Linked DNA regions of Gossypium hirsutum: region 2 is linked to region 1. A link is a contact called in public Hi-C data. All regions are on one chromosome and are shown on one strand. Each heading gives the region's core, a stretch centred on a gene start, on an enhancer-like site or on the middle of the called end of the contact. The rest is flanking DNA. Distances are from core to core; before and after follow the strand shown. Region 1 overlaps LOC107959612 (a long non-coding RNA gene). Region 2 overlaps LOC107960918 (ABC transporter I family member 10).

Region 1 (7,964 bases), core at 2,150-4,649:
ATTTCTTTTTAAAAAAGTTTCTTCTCTGATATTTCCTGACTTTCATGTCAGGTCTACATAGTCAACCTTCTTTTCCACTTCAGCTCTCGGGTCATATCTCGTAGTCTTATAGTTGAACTGATTTTCTGTGTAGTCTCTAATGCTAATGCCTTCTTTATGGCCAGTTCATTTTAACATTTCCAAGCCACATAGGAAGAGCATGAACTTATTATTTTGCCAGTTGAAGGTGCCTATGTTCTCTTATCCTAGGCACAGGATAAGGACACCAGGTAACCTTGAAAACATGGTACCTCTGCACCATCTGTTACAGTTTTTTTGCAGAAAACCAAAGCTTAAGAAATGATGAATGATCATCCCTCCTCTCCCGATTCTACTTTTTTGTGGATCTGACATGTACCTTAAAGGTATTGAATGTCTATATAAAAGTAGAACTCAAGAATTAAGGAAGAAAATTGTGGATACCCTAGAGTGCCTTTCTTAAAGTTTATTTACGTTTATAAAAGAATTTTTAGAACTTGGTGATAGATTTAGTTTTTGAATTGGTATATTCCTTGTTTCTTCTTCATGTTAGCTTCATATTTTCTTTTTCCTCTCTCATTGTTGCGGTGCCCCACAATGTACTTTGCTAACTGAAAGGAATGTGTCTGATTTGGTTTCTTGTACATAATACGACAATAAATTATTTGTTTGAAAGCCTTCTGCTGTTTTTACAAGAATTATGACTTTTTTTTCCTCCTTTTTCCCCCCATCCCTAAAGGAGGCATTCTCTGGCCTGCATTGATTTTCTTTGCTGCCATCAACACCAGCTTCAGCACTATTCCTTCTAGTGCTGCTACTTGTGTTCTGTTGTATACATGCCAATGGTTATGTCCTGGGTCATTTTCTCTTTTTAGAAGAAATAACTTTTAATAAGTATGTCACCTTATTAGCTGCTACTGCCTTTCCCTTGAAGTTATGCTTCTATGCTGCAGCCTTTATAATGTGTATGTGCTATCTTAACGACTGCATTTTGTTTAATGACTCCTTTTGGACCTTTTGGCTTTTCAGGCATGTCAATATATTGGAAACAACAATGAACCCATAGTCTTCATCTGGTCCGTACAGTTGCAGTTTAAGTTTTAAGAGTGGTGTGTATTATATGTGATCCTGGATATTCCTTCAATTGGATGTTTCTACATAACTGATTATATAAATGAGCAAACAGTTACTTATTCCTCTATAGTTTGAGCTTTTTGTCCGAATCAAAGCTCTTGGTATGATCTGATTAGATGGGTGACCCATCATTTGGAAGAACTCGAGTATGCCGATGGTGCAGTACACATGGAAGATGGAAGAGTGACTATGCATGGTGATAAAGCAAGCATAAGTAAGTTCATCAAAGCCAAGCAATCTTCGTAGATTGAGCGTCTAAATTCTTGAATCCATTCCTCTTTTTGTTCCTCCTTTCTCTATGTTGATCATCTTTTGTATAATAAATTTACTATGCTTGAGCAACGATTTCCATGTCAACTTACTGTGTTTTGGTAAAGCAGATGTATGTTTATGAATATGATTTTGGAGCCTTTTTGAACATGCTTTGTTTTTCTGTAATCTAATTTCACTGTTCCCATCTCAATATTATTGTAATCTTCTCTCATGGTACCATGGTGTCACCATTATTGTTGTTGTACAGATGTTCTTTCTCTTCAGAATAATAAGGATGTATTATTTATGATGATACACTTAAAATCTTATACTGCAAGAAATACAAACAAGGGGTAGGGGAAACTAACCCGTATTGTCATTCAATTTTTTTTTTTTAATTTCATCTCTTCATCACAAGAAAGCTATTTCTATTTCAATTGATTTACTATTTGACTATGATGGAGTATCAATTGGGATGAAGAATGAACGTATTTCGAGACGGTGAATCCACATTTTTTCTGTGCAGCATGCACAAGAACCATAGTAGCATCAATCCATCATGATAACTCGGTGGGAATTCTCGAATTGTGTCATATTCTTTAGCAATGGGCATATCAACCAGAAGAGAGCTCTCCATCAAGCATCAGCCATCCTGTAAGTTCCTTCTTCAACTTGTCTCCCTTGTTAAAAAATATATTAGAAACTTGTAAGCTTAGCATTGTTGGTTAGTGTTAATGTGTCCAAGTTGGTGCAAACCTTGCTGAAGGTGGGAAGTTTATGATTTGTCAATGCTTCAGTCGATGTCAATAGCTGCGGTATCATGACCAGCCATCCAGTGATCAAAAATCTGCTTGGCTAATACAGTATTTGTAACTCATGGTGAGTCAGAACCAAATGATACCATGGAAATGGAAAATGAATGGTATTTTGGGATCATTTTAATGGGTGGGATTCCACCTTTGAGGACAGTTTCACCAATCTCTCAAGAGTTGAGCTTCTCTGACTGAAAGCAAGCAACTTGCTAAGTTTTGTTACTTGCGACTATCAATAGCAATAACATGATCTGAGCTGAACTTTGCCAAGCTCATTAGGAACAAGCAAGGCATCAAAGCTTATGGGAAGAAGAATTGTCTATGGTTTTGAACCATCTTAGTTACTCCACAAGTGTTTGAATTGTCATCGTAGGAGCTTGTTTTTGCACTGAAGGATGCAGAAATTAATAGGAAACTTACCTTTCAGTATTTGAAATAAAATTTCAAACAAATAAGCTTTATATATATATATACATACACTTGGGTTCATTGACTGTGAAATATCTTGTTAACATGTGGGATACTATTGCCGAGTGCCAATCATCCAACCTGTAAAATGGCTACCCATTTTCATGCTTACTACTTAACCAGCCTCTTCCCAAATTGGATTAAACAGATTTTATATATCTATTTATCGTTCAAAGAATTAAACTGATTTCAATTGGCAAAAATTTATAACGAATTAGCCTTTAAAAAATAGATGTTTAAGAAATTTGACTACCTGTAACACTAAACAATGAGTTCAAGAATGAAAAATTAGTATTGGGACTAAAAATTTTATATTACTTTATAAATAAATTATTTGATAAATTAATTTCAATATTTATACCTATATTAAAAATTTTCTATATTTTATTAACAATGATTACTTTACACTCTATTTCAATTCCACATGTGCATCATAAAATTTTAAATCTCTTTATTTCTTATTGTTTTTATCTGTAGGCAAAGTCATAAAGAATATAAATAAATAAAAAGTTCCCACATTAACCTTTGCAATCAAAGTTGCAATATATTAACCTTTGCAATCAAAGTTGAGATATTAAACTTTGCAATCAAAGTTCCCATATTAACCTTTCCAATCCAAGTTGACATATTAAACTTTGCAATCAAAGTTCCCATATTAACCTTTGCAATTAGTTTGCCGTGGCCCACAATGAGAGAGGACTCAGAAGCTGCACATACCTTTTAAAGCTACCGTGCCAATCCATGTTTGATTCCCTTACTTCTTCTTAGCCTAATAATCTCTGAAAAACAATGGAATTTTCTGACAACTCTTCATCATCGACATTTTCGTCCATATTTTATTTAAAATTCATCCATATTTATAAAATACTAATTTAAATTTATTTTAGATCTATATAATTTTTTATTTTTTAAAAATATTTTAATATTTAATAATTTTATATTTTTTTTATTTATTAAATTTTTTTATATAGTATGTTAACGTTATTTTAATGTTTATACTGAAATAATATTATATTTATTTTATTAAGATGTTCTAAATTACATAATATAAAGTATTATAAATTTAGAAATGCGTAGGAACCGGCCAGGCTCAAGCCTTGAATGTTTAAACCTATGCCCGGTTCATATTTTATAATAAAATACATTATTGAAAAAAGGGAGTGATCTGCAAATAAAATACATTATTGAAAAAAGTTAATTATTTATAATAAATAAATTTTGATCGATTAAATAAAAATAAATATAAGTGATAATTCATTTTATTATACTACAAGTATTGCCTCCCACATGTGGCACCGTTGTGTCGCAAGTGGGCCGTTGTGGTCTATTCTGGGCGGACCCATATTGACAATTTAATTATTTTTGTAATTGTTATGTTGTGGTCTATTCTGGGCGGAACCATATTGACAATTTAATTATTTTTGTAATTCTTAATTTACGGTCTATTCTGGGTGGACCCATATTGACAATTTAATTGGACACTAAGAAAAAGGAATTGGCCGAAACCACATTCTTTATTTACCCATGAAGTATCAAAGCCTTCCCTTCGTAATATAATATTTTATATTTATCTCAAATAACGTAATTATAATTTTAAAGTTATTTTTATTTTTCAAATGATCAAAATAAATACGCCTCGAAGGAATTATATTTTATTTTAATAAAAGACATAATTATATCTCAATTATCACATAATTATCTTTAATTATAGTTAACATTTTTTATAACAACCATTCGTTATAACAGTCAAATTTCTAAAAAAATCAATTGAAAAAGATTTTAATGAAAATTTTATTTCAATAATAAATTGCTTTAACTTTTAAAGTTTAACCTTTAATTGTTAAAAAAGGAAAACAAATTATTATAGTTTGAAGAGTAATATATTTTAATATATTATATTTTAATATTATTTTATATAATATATTAAAATTTGATATGATTTGCTATAATTAAAATATTCTAATTAATATATTTATGTTAATAGTTGTCAACCTTTATGTAACAGCCTAATTTTAAGTGATATCGGGAATAGAGATTTGAGATCACTAAATCCGACGGGTGAGTTGAAAATTTAATAAATTAATACCTATGAGTAAAATGTGAATATAAAAGCATTTTTGAATTAGTGAATTTGGTGATTTAAAAGAATTAATTAAGTAAATTGAGTCGAGAATGAGGTATCGAGACCTCGACTTCATAAATCGAGCCATAAATATTTTTAGAAATATTTATGGAGTGTTGGTGAGGTAGTAATAAAATTCAGTCAAAAAATTTTGACGTTTGGGTGGTTAATTAAATAAAAATGACTAAATTGAAAAGGGTGTAAAAGTTGCTAAAAGGATTAAATAGCTCAATTATCAAATGAGGAAGGACCTAAAGTGCAAATAAGCCCAAAAGAGATGTTTTGGGCGGCAATAGCTGAGAAAAATCAGGAAATGGGTGAAATAAGGGTAAAATTGGAAAATTTCCAAAATTGGCTAAATAAAAATGGGACTAAATTGGAATATCTAGAATTCTCTTCATTTTTCTTCATATTCATCAACTGAAAAACAGCCATGAAGGAGGGTTCAAGCTGGTTTTCATACTCTAGCTTCATGTAAGTTTAATTCTTGCTTTCTCCTTAAAATTTTTATGTTTTTGGACTTTTACAATTGGGTCCAACTTACTATTTCATTAGTTTTTGATTCCATGTCTAGTTTTTGAAGTTGTTATGGATGAGTGCTGGAATTATATGATGATTTGGCATGGAATTAGAGCTTTAAATTGTTTATATTCTGATTTTATTGAAAGAATTGAATAGAAAGTGAATGTTCGGAACCTAATTGTAAAAGAGTTTGAAGTTAGAGTTTCATGTGGAAATTCTGAATTTCAATAGTTATGAAATAACTTATAATGTCTATAAAAAGTATTAATTGAGAAAATTATCTTAATTGAGGGGTTAATTGAGTAAGGACTGAATTGTATGAATTGTGAAATTTGGGGTAAAATGGAAATCAACATTTTGCACTAAAACTGTTTTGGGCAGCAGTAGTAATTTAAATTTGAAAAATCACCAAAAATGGTAGAAATCGAATTAGAGGATGAATAAAATATGAAATTAAATCTTATTGAGTCTAGTTTCTTATAAAAAAAATTATGTAAGCAATGGAATTGTAAATCATGAGATACAATAACTTTTGTGAGACAAGGTCAGAATGATTTCTCGTTCCCCTGTTCTGAATTTGGAAAATCATAAAAAATTGGATAAAAATAATTAGAGGCTTTAACTTATATGTTTAAAATCCTGAATGAGTCTATTTTCAATAGAAACAAACTAGGACATCATTCAAATCCTGTACAATAAGATAACTAATTTTTAGTGAAGAAGGGTCGGAACTGTCAGATAACAGAACAAGGGAGATTTCAATGAATAAAATGTTTTAGTTGGCCCAACCAAAAATTATGAAATTTTTATGGTAAGAAGACATATGAGTCTAATTTCTGGAAAAATTTATGGATCTTAATTTGGAGTTCTTTAGCTTAAGATAAAAATAATTTAGTGACTATAATACAGATGGACAGCTTGAATATTCACATAAGTAGATAGTGAAAATTATAGATAATGTTACCTACAAGTGTGTTGTTTATACTAAGGACGTGGATGGAGAGGGGGAGGAGGAAAATATACAAAAATATATGAATGACTCGTGTATAAATTGATCACATGCCCGATTATAATCGATAAGTGTTGGATTAGAAATGATATAATGTTTTATTTGGAATATTTATTATGAAATTATGATTATCGTTATAATACAAAAATTGAACTTCTGAGTTTATATGGCTAAATTTTAGTGATTATTTGTTAATTTTATGAATTTCATGATGTGTTATTTCATATGTATTGATGATAAAATCGTGAATAATGTAAAAGCATGAAAATTGAATAAATGATCAAATTGAGCATTTCAGTTCAGTGACAAGATGAATTGAAGGAAAAGACCATGGTTGGACTATGGCAACAAGTGATAAGTGATAGCTTCGGCTACACTTATCTGATTAAGGACAAGTGAAAGTGATAAGTGATAGCTTCAACTACACTTATCTGATCAAGGACAAATTACAAGTGAAAAGTGGTAGCTTCGGCTACCTGATTAGTGAAAAGTGGTAGCTTCTGCTACCTGATCAGTGAAAAGTGGTAGCTCCGGCTACCTGATCAGTGAAAAATGGTAGTTCCGGCTACCTGATCAGTGAATAGTGGTAGTTTTGGCTACAAGTGACAAGTGATTTCCGTATAAGACCATATCTGGGATATGGCATCGGTGTGATATATGCTACTGTATAAGACCATATCTGGGATATGGCATCAGTGAGATATTTGATTCGTGTAAGACCATAGCTGGGCTATGGCATCGATATATGAATATGTGTAAGACCATAGTTGGGCTATGGCATCATTATGTGAAGATGTGTAAGACCATAGTTGAACTATGGTATCCAGAAAACGAAGTACTCAATTCCGTAAGACGTTCACTAATTTGACAAAGTTTGGTAAGTGTTACATGGAATTATGTGATACAAGAAAGTACGAGTTGATAAGATACGAGTATAGAACTTGGTTGATAAATGAATTCATTTGTGATTATATAATTGTTCATCTTGAATGTACTGTCCATATGTATTGATAATTCAAATGTTTTAATGAATAAAGTTCCGACATGGAATAAATTGAACACGAGACAAATAATTATGAAATTGAATTCGGAATTCATGAAAATGACTGTTATTGATATATGGAGACATGAGACATTGATATATGAATATGGAAAATGTTTGATAAATGTGTTTATTCATAATTATGGAATTATATACCTAATGTGTACTATTTGCATAAAGATGATATTTCAAATACTTTGGTTATTTAAGCTTAAATATGAAATAATATGAAATCAAGATAAGTTATTATGAAAATATATTTAGATTACAGAGATATGGCTAGTATATGTTGTATGATTACATAACGTGAAATTGTGTATATATATGAGAAATTTGATGAGAATTGAGCCCATACACGTTTATTGTTATTTATATGAAGTGTACGACTAACAAGGGTGATGAAGTTATAAACAGAGAGTTACACGGGTTGAAAACACGAGCGTGTGACTAAGTGTTGCAAAAGTTTCATATGTTTACGGTTTGGTCCCGAACCACCCTGAATGTATGTTTTGGGCCCCGTAGGCCCATATAAGGGACGTTAAACATATGTATGAAAGTTTTTAATTTAGAATAAATTTTATGGCT
Region 2 (7,964 bases), core at 2,495-4,994, 49 kb before region 1:
TTGCGCTTTTCAATTTAGTCCCCACTGATATGTTGTGTTTTAATGGGAAGGAATATTTTCTATTTTAGTCCTCCTAGGTTATGCGCGTATGACATTTTGATCCTTTTTCTTTATTTCTCTTTAAAATTGCCCCAGAACTTTGTTTTTGTTCAAAATTTAGTCCTTTTTTAGATGTTAGTTTATTTTCGTATTATTTTCGTTATTTTGTTTCATTTTAAATATTATTTGATTATCATTTATAAATATTAGTGTATATTTTATTATATATGTATATATATACTCTTTATGTATGATATTTTTTTAACATTATTATATTTACTATTATATTTATTATATTTATTATATTATATTTTACTTTCCTTACCTTATTATTATGTCATAGTTTCTCTTGTATCTTTATTATTATTGCTATTATTGTTATTATTATTATTATTATTTATTATTATATTTGTATAATACTATTAATAGGTACTTTTAACATTATTATCTCTAATATGTAAATGTTATGTAAATATTTTAATACTATATTACGTATGTATTTTTCATCGCCATATTATGTATATATTTTTAATGCCATGTGTACACTTTGTAATACTATTATTATGTATATATTTCAATACCATTAGTTATACATTTTTGTACTATTTCATATATATATATTTTCTATATTATCCTTATTATTAGTATTAATATTAGTGTGTATTATTATATGTACATATACTCTCAATATTATATTCTTATACTCTTAATACCATATTATTCTTATTATTTTCACTATTATTACTTACTTTTAATATTATTGTTATAGTTTACATATATGTATAGATGTTTTCATGTACTTATCATAAATGTATCATTTTCTTATTTTATTGGGTACATACATTTTTTATTATATATATGTATATGTCTATACTCTATTAGTTAGTTTCATATGCTAATTTATGTGTACATTTCTCATGCTATCTCAGGTATGTATTTTTATATAATCCTTATTATTGTTATTAATACTATTATGACATACATGTATATGTATATATAGTAGTTTTCATCATTTCATTCTAATATTTTGTATTATTTGTTTCTTTTTTTTATATTATTATATATTGGTGTATAAATTTCTTATGTGCATACATTTTTCAATATTTATTTTATATATATGTAAATATTATGTATATATTTTTAAATACTATATTGTATATATATATTCTTAGTACTATATTACGTATATATTATGTATATATATTTATTTTTACCCCTATTATATTTATTATTAATATTAATACATTTGTTTTATCATACGTATATATATACCTTTTTAAATATTGTTTTTTTATATATATATGTATATATTATGTAAATATTTTATTGTTACTAGTTATATTTTTACTATCTTAGGTATACACTCCAAACATTATATATAGTTTACATACATACTCTTAATATCATGTGTATACATTCATTACTTCTATTTCATGTTTTATTCTAGTATTACATGTATCTTCATTGTTTGTAATATTATTGTCACACTTATATTTGCTTCAATATGCTTCTAGATCTGTCTTTTTGCTTATTTTTATTTATTAATTTGCTTTACATTGTTTCGAACATATTTATTCGTGTTTTTATTTCAATAAGCAAGGCAACGTACCGATTTAAACACTATGTCATCGATTTCATCGCTATGTTGGGTGAATATCAATCGACTCGTGTTAAAACGGTATATCCTTCTCAAAAGAAAACGAAACTTGAAATTTCTTGTGTTTTACTCGGTCACGATTCAATGTTACTTTGAACTTGCAATTTTGAAAATTAAGACAACACTTGTTTATAAGATACCAATTTTGGGCGTCGCGAGGGTGCTAATACCTTCCTCGCGCGTAACCGACTACCGAACCCTAAATTTTCTCTGGATTTTAATGGAGACCTAAACTCAGCCTTTTATTTGTTTTAATAAGAGATCTAATAGGTGTCCGATCACACCTAGGAAAAAGGATCGGTGGTGACTCCCTGTTTATTTCAAAAATCAAACGTCAAATTTCAAACTTTTTTTCAATAAATCGCCATAATTAGCAACCAAGCTAAGCTAAAATTTTTACGTCGCTACAATAAATTTAATCATGCTTCCGTTGGCTATGGAGTGGATTAGAATAAAAATAGTGGAAGTTGAGAAGGAAAGAGTTTTGGAAAGCAATTAAACAAATTTTGCAAAAATAAGTAAATGGAAATGGGATAGCAGTAAGCTACTGACACATGAATTTGGAAGGGAAACAAAATAATTATTTTTTTAATTCCAAGTGAAATCAAATGTCTTTTCAAACTACTGCAAATGTCTATTTATATACAAATATTTTACTAAATTTGTTCTAACTAATCACTGCAAACAATAAAATTAAATAAAAAAATTAGAATTTCTTCTAATTTTAGCTTTTACAAGATTAAAAGAAATCTCATAAATCTTTGGCTATTTCCAAGTTTTTTATTCTGTCCCACTTTAATGATTATGCTGCAAATTAATTATTTTTTGCTTATTTTTTACTCACAGCATCCTTATTACATTCCTGACAAGATTAAAACATAAAATCACTAATTTGGCAAAAACTAATTCAAGAATTAACAGATTAAAACACAAAAAATCATACAAATATAAAATAAAATATGTATAAAACCAATAATGCATGCATATGTTATACTTTAGTCATTTAATGGAAATTCATGAAATTTTATAGTAAAATTACAATAATTATCTCTCCATAACAACATATTAGAAAAAGACTTATAACAAATTAAGCATCCACTCTCAACACTTTGAGACCTTGAAATCTTCGATAGTCATACAACACGGAGAATGACGGCTCTAACATCCCTTATCTCATCTCAATTATTTAATAATATTACATCAAACTTTTAATTTAAAAAATTTAATGAGTTAATTATAAATTTTTTATAAAATATCATTTAATAATTGAAATGGAATATAAAAAAAAAGTGATGTTCGATTTCCTACAAGCTTTTACAAATAAATGTTCAGAGATCATGTAATTAAATAAATAAAATTAAATAAAAATAAGTAAATGCAATTTAAAATGATTACTTTAAAATGTTTAAAAACAGTATAATTAAATAAATAAAATTAAAATAACCAAAAATTATAAACTGGAACGTTCCAATAGCGCATGAAATTTATTGGGTTATGTTCATTATCAGTGCCGGGTGAGAATGACCTTCGATTTTGAAGCCATTTAAAAGATTGAATTTTTTATTTAAGATTTAAAATAATAAACTGCTATATAAAAATGAAAAATTAAATGTAAATTAATAATTCTTTTACCAAATATATACTCATATAAATATAATATAATTATTAATAAATTAATTATAAAATGAATTATTAATGATAAAAATATTATAGAAGTGATTGTGATATATCTTAATCCTTGTTTTTTCAGAAGAAATAAAATGATTTTTATACATGTGTTTTAGTCACAAATTTTAAACAGCCAACCGTAAATGCTATTCGTGAAATTAATGGAGAAGTAAATGCAATATGCTATGCGTGATATGGAGAATTAAAAGGCAACCTATGCTGCTGCCAAGAAAGTTGCTTCGGATTTCCGACAGACGTTAGTTTTGTCTTTCTCCAAAGAGACTTTTGCACATAATCATAATGAACTTAACCGAATAGATTTTTTGTCTCTTAGATGGGGTCCACAGTCAAAGAACTTATCCGAATAGATTCTTTGTCTCTTAGATGGGGTCCACAGACTTTAACCATTTATTACAGCAAAAAGAAATTAAGGAATCGGTGGAGCAAGTGTAGGCGAGTTGTAGAAGGAAGCACCAAATATTTTGATATGACATATTATAGTTTTAATTAATATATTTATGTTAATAATTGTTAATAATTAACCTACATGTTTTTTAATATGATTTATTTAGCAATTTATATTATCATATAATATTTAATTAATTTTATGTATGTTAATTTAAAATATATTAAAGCAAATTTAATATTTCAAATTATACTAAAAATATATTAAAATGATTTATTATTTAAATTTGGCATAAATTAAAGATGAAATCAATATTAACAATTAAATTTTATTAAATTAGCACTAATACTTGAATTAGATAATCGTTATTTTTGGATATCAAAATTTATAATTGTTGTTAAATACAAATACTAAATTGGACCAACAAATAATACACACATCACATTTAGAAAAAGTGTAAAACTTGGATACTAAATAATATATTTAGCCAAAAAAATACTCAGCTAACAAATAATGTAACAAAAAAATGAAATTGTAATGGAAATGAATTTACCAGAAAATATTAACGCTGTTAAAATTTGACATTAATATTTCAATCATAATAAAATATTTAAACTCACTAATAATATTATAAAAAATAATAAAATTTCATATAATAAAATAAGTGTTTATATACACACATCATAAAACAGTTTTTTTTTATTTAATTTCTAATATTTTAATAAATGCTTTTAAGATCCTAAGCATAAAAACCAATTGGCCACACTGATTTTCAAATGGAATTAACTCTTTTCCTGTCTTCCACGTTCCACAGACCTTTACTAGCATCAAAGCCTTCGTTGCTTATGTAAAACAAAGGATCCTTATTATTTCGTACGCTTTCACATATTATTTCTTCTTAACCTAATTTCTTCTTAACCTAATAAGGTCTATAAAGCAATGGAACTTTCTATGAATTCATCATCATCAAGATTTTCGTAGGGTTACTCCGGGGACATTAACATGGAGGATGACATCAAAATAATGGCATTGATCCAGCTTGCCGGCATCTCTGTCTTTTTCTGTTCAAGCTCGTTTTTGATTGCATCAAACGACGAAACCGTGCACTACCTTGCCTATGTAAAACTACCTTTGTTAGTTTACTAGCATCCACGCCTTCGTTGTTCACATAAAAAAACATCCTTGGTGTTTTGTGTGCTTCACATATTTCTTCTTAACCTAATAAGCTCTAAAAAATAATGAGATTTTCTGAGAAATCTTCATCATCAAGATTTTCGTTGGGTTTCCCCGGGGACATTAACATGGAGGGAGACACAAAAATCATGGCATTGATCGATCCAGCTTACCGGCATCTCTATTTAAATTAATATGATGCAATAAATGGATTGTTTCTTTGGCTTTAAATATCATTTGGTTGTTTTTGGTTTTATTTGCGTTGTGCTCCTTCATTTTGTTTACTCTTTTTTATTTTTATTAAATTATTGATTATTATCTTAATAAAGAAGGTAATTAAGTAAAAACTCTGCCACATAGGCAAATTGACTCTTTGCCAAAATTTTAACTGCAATACACGTGTTCGTAATTTAAGATTTTGTCGCAAAATATCAAACACAAAGGGTCTATTCGTCTTTCCAATTGTACACCAAACAATTCCAACTCAACGTGCACTTTTTAAATCAAAGCTGAATCAACTTTGAAGGACGAATTTGTACTATCTTATATACCAAAGAAATAGAAAGTACTACGTTAAGAGGTTTTTTGAGCGAGCTCGTATCTTATGATTGTTTTAATTGAGTAATTTTTAGGCTAAAGCTAAAAAGCGTTTAGTTAATCATAGAAAAAAATTATGCTTTGAAAATAGATTTGAGGAATTGTGAGTGATGGAAAGGGGAAGGGCCTTAAAAGGAAATTAAACCAAAAGGTTGAAAGTAAAAGAAAAAAATTGGAAACGAAGAATGTAGCACTGACGCAGGTAAGGAAAAAAGAAGAATTTATTAAATGCCAAAGTTATATGTGAGTTGAAATGGCTGTAGATTCTAGGTATTTATAAATACTTTTAGTGCTAAAATTTAATTATATTTTTTTAAAAATATTATCACTAAATAATTTAAAATTTAAGAATTAAATTTAAATTTAAATTTAAATTAATTATAAAATTGTAACAATATTAAAATTCTTCAATTTTTATTCAGTCACTTTTTAAGGGATATATTTGGGTAATTTAAATAAAAATTATATATATTTTAAATTTTTTTATTTTAAAAAAAATAAAAAAATGAGAAGAATTTATTTTTGTTACTCTTATATCTTTTAAGAGCTATTTAAATTTAATTTTAAAATAGGATAGGCCTAACATGCAAATAAACCCTTTTCTCTTCCAATCTGAAAAAGAAAACTCCAATATTATATGCTTCATAAAAAAGCTAGAAAGCGAAGAGAAGCAAACCATACATATCAAGTCATCTGGTCTAGATTAACTTCGGCCACCACAGAGATAGTATCAAGATTAGTTGGAGCGACAGTGGCAGCAAGGGTAGTAGCAAGATGATTTGGAGCCACAGTGGCAAGGTTTCTTCGTTTGATGTAATCAAGCACGAGCTTGAAGAGAAAAAGAAGAGAGAAGCCGGCAAGCTGGATCAATGCCATGATTTTGGTGTCACTCTCCATGTTAATGTTGCTGGAGAAAACCAACGAAAATCTTGATGATGAAGAATTCTTAAAAAATGCCATTACTTTTCGGTGCTTATCAGGTTAAGAAGAAATATGTGAAAGTCACTAAATACTAAGGAGCAGAACTCTGCAATGAAGGCTTTGATATTTACTGGTAAACTATGAAGAAAGTTTTATAGGAAAATATGTGAAAAGGGCAGATCTTGGCTTTTAGGTTTATGAATATTCCATTTCCTTTTATTTGCTTTTCTCATTCTTTTGCTTTTAGGTTTACGAGTATTCTATTTCCTTTTGCTTTTCTCATTTCGTTTATTCTTTGTCAATGGGACCCGCCCTAAGTATACCACCACCGAATGGAGAGATTTGCAAACCCTAAGATGGAGAGAGAAAGAGTAGATTTTGTTTTTATTATGTAAAAGTTTACAAAAACAATGGAGTTGCTAGGGCTCGTGGTGATTGCAATCTGTTACTCTCTTGTCCAACAAGGCAAAACTAGACTAAGCAAAATTAAGTTAAAATTTAATTTAATTAATTAATTTCCAAGTTTTCGTTTTTGTAACAATTAAACACAACCCAACAAGGATGTTTTTTTTTTATGTGAACAACGAAGGCGTGGATGCTAGTAAACTAACAAAGGTAGTTTTATGTAGGCAAGGTAGTGCACAGAAAAGACAACATGTATGATTCAATATGTTGAAGTAACTTCTAGGATAGGTGTGGAGGTAGGGTATAAAAGTATGAGCGTGTGAAGGAAATTAAACTACCCTCACCTCCACCCCACGTGTGTTGTGCGACAGCCAGTTGAAGGTGCCTATGTTCTCTTATCCTAGGCATAGGATAAGGGTATCAAGTAACCTTGAAAACATGGTACATCTGCACCATCTGTTACGGTTCTTTTGCAGAAAACTAAAGCTTAAGAAATGATGAATGATCAACCCCCCCTCCTCCCAATTCTACTTTTTATGTGGATCTGACATGTACCTTAAAGGTATTGAGTGTCTATATAAAAGTAGAACTTGAGAATTGAGGAAGAAAATTGTGGATACCCTAGAGTGCCTTTCTTAAAGTTTGTTTACGTTTATAGAAGAATTTTTAGAACATGGTGATGGATTTAGTTTTTGAAATGGTATACTCCTTGTTTCTTTTCATGTTAGCTTTATATTTTCTTTTTCCTCTCTCATCGTCACAGTGGCCCAGAATGTCTCTGCTAACTGAAAGGAATGTGTCTGATTTGGTTTCTTGTACGTAATACGACAAGATATGATTGGTTTGAGAGCTCCCTGCTGTTTTTACAAGAATTATGACTTTTTTCCACCTTTTTCCCCCAATCCCTAAAGGAGCCATTCTCGGGCCTGCGTTACTGATTATATAAATGAGCAAACACCTAAAGGAACCCAAAGTCTTCATCTGGTCCGTACAATTGCAGTTTAAGTTTTAAGAGTGGTGTGTATTGTATGTGATCCTGGATATTCCTTCAATTGGATGTTTCTACATTACTGATTATATAAATGAGCAAACAGTTAC

What was found. Hi-C and Micro-C count contacts between places; a contact is called where the count stands out from the background.
Region 2: a Hi-C map of leaf shows a contact between it and region 1, with 1.8 times the contacts expected there. The contact joins two enhancer-like sites. A contact is called at or near these places in 4 of 34 Hi-C or Micro-C datasets (anther, callus and leaf).

The regions. Positions count from the first base shown.
Region 1 is chrA05:106,157,361-106,165,324 of Gossypium_hirsutum_v2.1, reverse strand. It overlaps LOC107959612 (a long non-coding RNA gene), which reads left to right. Exons shown (of 5, transcript XR_005927536.1): 3 at 1,048-1,366; 4 at 1,931-2,058; 5 at 2,202-2,501. Among protein-coding and RNA genes, the nearest start is that of LOC107959612, 5.4 kb to the left of the region's middle. Within about 2 kb of position 3,399, at least 2 of the 9 cell types and tissues checked have an H3K27ac peak or open chromatin away from gene starts, as enhancers often do. A contact at or near this core is called in leaf, where this site is marked.
Region 2 is chrA05:106,206,396-106,214,359 of Gossypium_hirsutum_v2.1, reverse strand. The region is part of intron 2 of LOC107960918 (ABC transporter I family member 10); the gene reads left to right. Among protein-coding and RNA genes, the nearest start is that of LOC107959609, 13 kb to the left of the region's middle. Within about 2 kb of position 3,744, at least 2 of the 9 cell types and tissues checked have an H3K27ac peak or open chromatin away from gene starts, as enhancers often do. A contact at or near this core is called in leaf, where this site is marked.